Linked DNA regions of Rattus norvegicus: region 1 is linked to region 2. The links are chromatin contacts, called in public Hi-C maps. All regions are on one chromosome and are shown on one strand. The core of a region is the stretch at or near the end of the contact, and the rest is flanking DNA. Distances in the headings are between cores, read along the strand shown. Region 1 has its middle 160 kb from the start of Pdzrn3. Region 2 holds the start of Pdzrn3 (PDZ domain containing RING finger 3).

The links. A called contact is a pair of places that touch in the nucleus more often than the background predicts.
Region 1: a contact with region 2 is called in a Hi-C map of the A7r5 cell line, with 2.8 times the contacts expected there. The contact joins the enhancer-like site here to the promoter of Pdzrn3 in region 2. A contact is called at or near these places in 8 of 12 Hi-C or Micro-C datasets (the A7r5 cell line, Schwann cells, frontal cortex and 5 more) and 1 of 1 datasets of contacts at active chromatin or transcription factors (oligodendrocytes).

The regions. Positions count from the first base shown.
Region 1 is chr4:135,714,438-135,717,754 of GRCr8, reverse strand. No RefSeq gene overlaps it. Among named protein-coding and RNA genes, the nearest start is that of Pdzrn3, 160 kb to the right of the region's middle. Within about 2 kb of position 1,719, at least 15 of the 93 cell types and tissues checked have an H3K27ac peak or open chromatin away from gene starts, as enhancers often do. A contact at or near this core is called in the A7r5 cell line, where this site is marked.
Region 2 is chr4:135,551,592-135,554,844 of GRCr8, reverse strand. Pdzrn3 (PDZ domain containing RING finger 3) reads left to right here and starts at 1,551. Exons shown (of 10, transcript NM_001271251.1): 1 at 1,551-2,277. The coding sequence starts at 1,555.

The DNA.
Region 1 (3,317 bases), core at 470-2,969, 160 kb before region 2:
AACTGAGTCTCCGTATACATGCTAGGCACTGCCAAGCATAGACAGCAATGCCTCAAGGAGGGACAGTCTCACATTGTGCTCCTTAGTATAGGAGTCACAAGCCTTATTCTTTCATTCTTATTCATTCTTCGGGTACAGTGGCCACATTTCAAGTGTTTGATCACAGCCCAATGTGTCTACTGATGGCCATAATAGAAAGAATAGATGTAAGAATTTCTACCATGTCTGAGTTCTATTGAACAAGGTTATCAGAAGGATCGTTCAATTCCTGGGAGTCTGTGATTAATTTGGAATGTGCTGTTAGACAGATATATGGAGGGCAGGGGGTAGACTAGGGAGGTGTCTCATTGGATAAATCGCTCGCTTACACAAGTGTGAGGATCTGAACTCAGGTAAAAGGCAAGCAGTACAGCAACTGCCTTTAATCCCAGCACTTGGAAGGCAAAGACAGAAGATCTCTGAGACAAGGTGGCTAGCCAAACTAACCAGAATTGATAGCTAAAGGCTCATTAAAAGACCCTGTCTTGGTTACTAAAGTGGAGGACAATACACACACATGTACATGCATATTATGTGTACATAAACCAGAGACATGTTCCTACACATGTGCCAAAATGCATATACCCTTGTAAGCACATCCCACACACATGAAAACCAACAAAAAATAGAGAAGTAACACAAGAAGGGTGACAAACTCTTTACAGCAGCATTGAAGAAAATTGTATATATAATCCATGTCATCATTCAGGGAATTTTGAAGTACCCAAGTATCCTGACAGGAAAGGTAAAGGCTGTAGAAAGACACATCATGGACATGTATTGAGAAAGATGAAAGACCACAATACATTCAGAGCCTGTGAGCCTCTCTGTAATGTGGAAAGATAAAAGCTGAGGGGCAAGAGAGTTTGTCAGGAAAAGAAAGGGGACTGTGAGACATCGCTAGGTCACTGTTTTGAGCATTGTTAGCTCTTCTTATTCAAACAGAATGAAGGAATTAATAGTGACCCCTTTATTCTGGGCACAGGAACAAGGATCAGAGAGACTCATTCTTTCCACAACATTGTCTGAGTGGAAAATGAAAATCTAGCTTTCTTCCAGTCCTGCTCACAACCTTCCAGAACAAGGCTGCTTTCCCTCACACATACCTCACAGGACTCACAAGACAGCCCACTGGCCACGTCACCAATAACACAGCTGGCCCTGTCACATCCTTATCCACCTCACTCTCTACTGATGCGTTCCTCCCAAATGAGAGAGCAGCAAATGCTTTCTGCCGAAGTTAAAGCATTCAAGCCTCATGAATTTTGGGCTTTGAACCCGCCTCCAACTTTCTGTGGTTACAGTTCATCGTCTCCTGGCAAAATGCAACTTCCTGGTTCCAAGATAAAAAAGACTTGGGAAGAAAAGGGAGAAAAGCGAATGACTTACTTGACATCAATTGACTCTTGCAAAACAGAACATTGATGGGCAGAGAGTCCCAATCATCCCGATTACATTTCTGAGAATCCACACATTTTCAAAGTTTTCAACAGAACAGGCTTAGTGGAAGGAAGTACATTTGGGGTTTCAAGACCTTTGAAGACAGTTAGAGGCAGAACACAGCACATAGTGATGACTATAAAGATTTTTTTCTTTTGGTAGGGAGCAGGATTGTCAGGCAAGAAGCTCTGTTGTAATCGGTGTTCCAAGAATGGCTGGTCTTTCATAAGAGTTGAGGTAGGGATAGTGGGGGAGGGTGCAGACTGCAGGCTGAGCTCATCATGCGGTTTTATTTAGGCTAGAGTAGAGAGAATCAGCTTTGCTTTTTATTTCCTCACAAATGCTCAAGGGGCCAGAATCCTCTAACATTCCTAACCCAGATCATTGTAGCAGTAATCAGTCTGAAATAAAAAGTGCACAGAGATGCAAGATACTTCCTGGTCAAGAGTTACCAAGAGAGACCAAAGGAGCACATATCAGCCTCCAACAATCTAGGGTTCAGAGCGTCCTTTTTCCTCCCAGATGGCCAATTATTCATGTAACAACACCTCATACAATTTGATAGAGGAGAGCCCCAGCCAGGCCAAATGCTCACCTGCTTGGGACGCCATCTTTCTTCGTCATCTTTGTTAGGAACGTGAGGGAAGGGAGTTGGCCTCTAGGCTTTCTTTAAAAACGGCTAAAGGAAAAGGAGGGTGTAGCTGGCATCCTGCCATGTGCTGCTGTGACTTAGCTTTGCACCTTGGTCATGTTGCCTGACAATTTAAGGCTCCATTTCCTCATTAGTGAAATCGGGAAATCCCATATTTACCAGTGTCTATGAGGATCAATTTGAGATTGCATGAGCTGTAATCCTTGCGTACCTAGCACAAGACTTGACAAACACAGGAAACGTCTGGTTGATGCTGGTCATGGTCTACCACAAACTGACTAACACATGGCAGAGCTGGGAAGAATGACTAGTCTCACAGAGGAGATCATCTTCAGGTTCCTAGTATCCCATCTTCATTAAGAAAATAAAATGATGAGGACACGAGAGCTCGGCTCTTTAGGGAATATTTAAGTACTACACTATACACTATTGTCAGTAATAGGCTAAGCCTCTAGGACTCAGTCATCATTTGTAACTGAATGTTATACCCGCTGAATAAAAACTTCTCCTCTCCCTCAGCACCAACAACCACCAATTCTGCTCTCTGTGTCCGTGTGTTTGAATAGTCACACGATGGGTGCTAACCAACTTTTTAAACACAGCATGTCAGGTGCTTCATTGGTATTGGTCCATGAGGGAAGTGTTCCTTCTTGTTTAGAACAGAATAATATTCTATTCTATCATGGTCCACATCTTATCCATTCTCCTTTGGGTGGGCATTCCGTTGGTTTCTTCATTATCATGGCTGTTGTGAAGGATGATCAATATGAGTACTGATTTGACTGTTCAGATCTTATTTTGGATTCTTTGAGAAAATTCCCAGGAGAAATGTTGGATTAAATAACATTATTCTATATGCTTTTCCATGGTAGGAGATCAATGTTACATTCCACCAACACATTTCTCCACATCCACACCAATCCTAATTATCTTTTGTTTTGCCTATTGTTTGTTTAAAAACCATCCTAAGAGGTTAAAAACAAAATCATATTGAGTTTTTGACCTCTTTCCCTGGTGAGTCGTGGTCGCGAGTGTCTCTTCACAGAACTGGTGGCAATTTCTGTACCCCTGTTGGAGAAATGTCCGCTCAAATCCTTTGCCATCTTTTAAATTAGTTTGAGTTTGTGTCTGATTCTTTGTTTGGTTCTGTTGTGTTGTTTTTGTTTGGCTTTTTATTCTGGTTTTT
Region 2 (3,253 bases), core at 302-2,801:
TAATTAGACAAAATGAATGCTGTAATCCCATTTTCTTGGGTCCACACCAGACGCAAAATTCTTAGCTCTCCATTTCCAGGTTCTCTCGAGAATCTGGCAGCAGAGTCCGAATGAGAATTCCAGAACTTGACTTTACTCTCACTAGGACGGCCTGCCTGACTGACTGCGTGTTTCTTAGGAATGTCTACAGCCTTGGGTGGTAGTGAAACAAAAACAAAAAAAAACTACCAAATACATGGGTAATATTATGAACTTTCCACTTAGACTGGAATCCCAAAAGTGGTGTTTCAACACAACGCCAAGCTTGCTTCTATGCTTGAAAAGCTGCTCTGGAGTAGAAGAGACCGGTCCCGAGTTCCGGATGGCAAGAATGGGTTAAAACGCAGGGTGTCTGTAGAATAGCGGCTTCTCCCCGGCTGGTAGGTTCTTTCTCAACGTGGACACTCAGGCTCCATGTGGACCACTAACTCACAATCTGCAACACACAATTCTCAAAGGAGCCTGTCTGCTGTGATTCTTTGAACTTCTCCAGTGGGAAAATAGAGATAAAACAACAAACAAACAAACACATATAAAAGCACTTAAGGAAAACAAAACAACAACAAAAACAAACTGAAGGGATGCAGTTGGCGAGTTGGGTGGGGTAGGCGTCGCTACAGGGACTTGAAGCTTTAAGCGCCCCCAGCTCTCCAACTGCCAGAGTAAAGGCTCCAATAATCTAGGGCAATAGTTTTCAAATGGAGCTAAATGCGCTCTGGCAACATTGTAGCGCTGGTTTTTAAAGGGACCAGTTTGGGAGTTCTCAGCAAAACGCTTGCAGTACTGTAATGCTCTCTTTAGAGAGGTGAAAGAAGTGGATCCAGCCACTTCTCTGGCCTGTCCCATACAGACAGCTGGAGGGGAGATCTAATTCTTGCAAATTCGCCTTTTCGCAGATCTCCTAGTTGCGACCAAAGTTTCAGCCACAGCGTCCAGCAGCGGCTGTAACTTTCCCCGGAGCGAAATAAATAAATAACGACCGTAAATACAGAGATAGCAGGGCCTTAGATATTTTCCTCTCTAAAAGGCAGACTGGAGAAAGAAGGAGGTGGGGATGAAAAGTCCTGATGTGGCAGGAAACTTCTTTGAGCTAGAGCCACAGACGCAGCTCCAAACGGACGGAGATGCGCTCTGCTGGCGTATTTTGTCTTTTAGAGAATCATCCAAGAAAGCAGAGAGAAGACCCCTAAGAGGGGGCTCATCTCTGGTCTCCGGCAAGACTCCTTGTTTTGTGGTCCCCTCAGCCTCTTCTGCTTCGAGGCCTCCTCCCTTTGGCAAAAGGAGAGTGGCGAGGCACCGGAGGCAAGATGTGAGTGCGCTTGCGCTCGAGCCAATACGGCCGGAGGAGTCCTATTCCTCGGGCATTTTCCGAGGAAGTCGGGAGCAATTAGGCTCAGTCCTGGGAGAGCTAGCTAGAGAGCGGGCGGCAAAGCCGGCGTGTCTGGGCCGCCTCGCAGGGAGGGAGGGAGGGGGCGGCCGGTCGCCCGGCGGCGACACCGGGCCCCGGCCGCCACCATGGGTTTCGAGTTGGACCGCTTCGACGGTGAAGTGGACCCTGATCTGAAGTGCGCCCTGTGCCACAAGGTACTGGAGGACCCGCTGACCACCCCGTGCGGCCACGTATTCTGTGCCGGCTGTGTGCTGCCTTGGGTAGTGCAGGAGGGCAGCTGCCCCTCGCGTTGTCGCGGTCGCCTATCGGCCAAGGAGCTCAACCACGTCCTCCCACTCAAGCGTCTCATCCTCAAGTTGGACATCAAGTGCGCGCACGCGGCACGGGGCTGCGGCCGGGTGGTCAAGTTGCAGGACTTGCCCGAGCACCTGGAGCGCTGTGACTTCGCGCCCGCGCGCTGCCGCCACGCGGGCTGCGGCCAGCTGCTGCTGCGACGCGACGTGGAGGCCCACATGCGCGACGCCTGCGATGCGCGGCCCGTGGGTCGCTGCCAGGAGGGCTGCGGGCTGCCGCTGACTCACGGAGAGCAGCGGGCGGGCGGCCACTGTTGCGCGCGGGCTTTGCGGGCGCACAACGGCGCGCTGCAGGCCCGCCTGGGCGCGCTGCACAAGGCGCTCAAGAAGGAGGCGCTGCGGGCTGGCAAGCGGGAGAAGTCGCTGGTGGCGCAGCTGGCCGCCGCGCAGCTCGAACTGCAGATGACCGCACTGCGCTACCAGAAGAAGTTCACCGAGTACAGCGCGCGCCTCGACTCGCTCAGCCGCTGCGTGGCCGCGCCGCCAGGCGGCAAGGTAGGCTGACTCACACTCACACTCACACTCTCTCTCTCTCTCTCTCTCTCTCTCTCTCTCTCTCTCTCTCTCTCTCTCTCTCTCTCTCTCTCTCTCTCTCTGTGTCTGTGTCTGTGTCTGTGTGTGTCTGTGTGTGTCTTTGTCTCTTCCTTTCCCTCTCCCCCTCTCTCCGTCTCTCCCTCCCTTTCTCCTCCCTCCTTAGCTGGCCCAGAGTCCCACCCAGGTCCGATGAGTATAGGGATGCCAGGGTCTTCCTGGGTGCATCTCTGGCCTCCTCTTGTTAGCAATGTTTGCCAGCTGCATCACTCCGTGCGGATTACTTAACTTATCCCAGCTAAGAAGTATGACCCCCAAAGGCAAGACATAGAGGGTGAACTGAAGCTACAGTAATTTGGGGGGACCGGAGCGTGTCTACGAACACTGAAAGGAACCCACAACCAAGTGTAGGGTAGGAAGAGAGAACGTGGCTCCAGAGTCACAGATGTGTTGAAAGGCTTTGCCCTGCACACCAGCCTGAGATCCGGGAAGCTGCTCATCTTGGCTCAAGATCAGAGCCATGGTCCTTGTGGATGAGGCACTGCATGTGGTGACCTGGATCCATGGATCTGCTGCGATCCAAAGGGCGTGGGTGGAGGATGGGGGCGGCAGAGTCGTTATGGTGCGGCTTGAAAGGGATGCCAGGAGAGAGGCCCTAGTGTAAAGGCTGGATTCAAACGTGCACTTTCCTGCCAGCTCACTGGCTGACCTTGAGTAAGTAGCTTAACCCCTCTAAAGTTGGAGACTCTGGTTCCTAAAGACTTAAAGCAGGAAAACACAGCCAGGCACCATAGGAGTACTCATTTGGGCAATTGAGAAAGAACCCAATGACCCACTTGCTCCAATAACTGGAAAGTAATAATTAAGTGGTAGTCTCCTGGAATTAGAACATCTCCGCCTTTTAGTAACCAGCTGAGTGACTTGTGGCTTAGCCTCCACA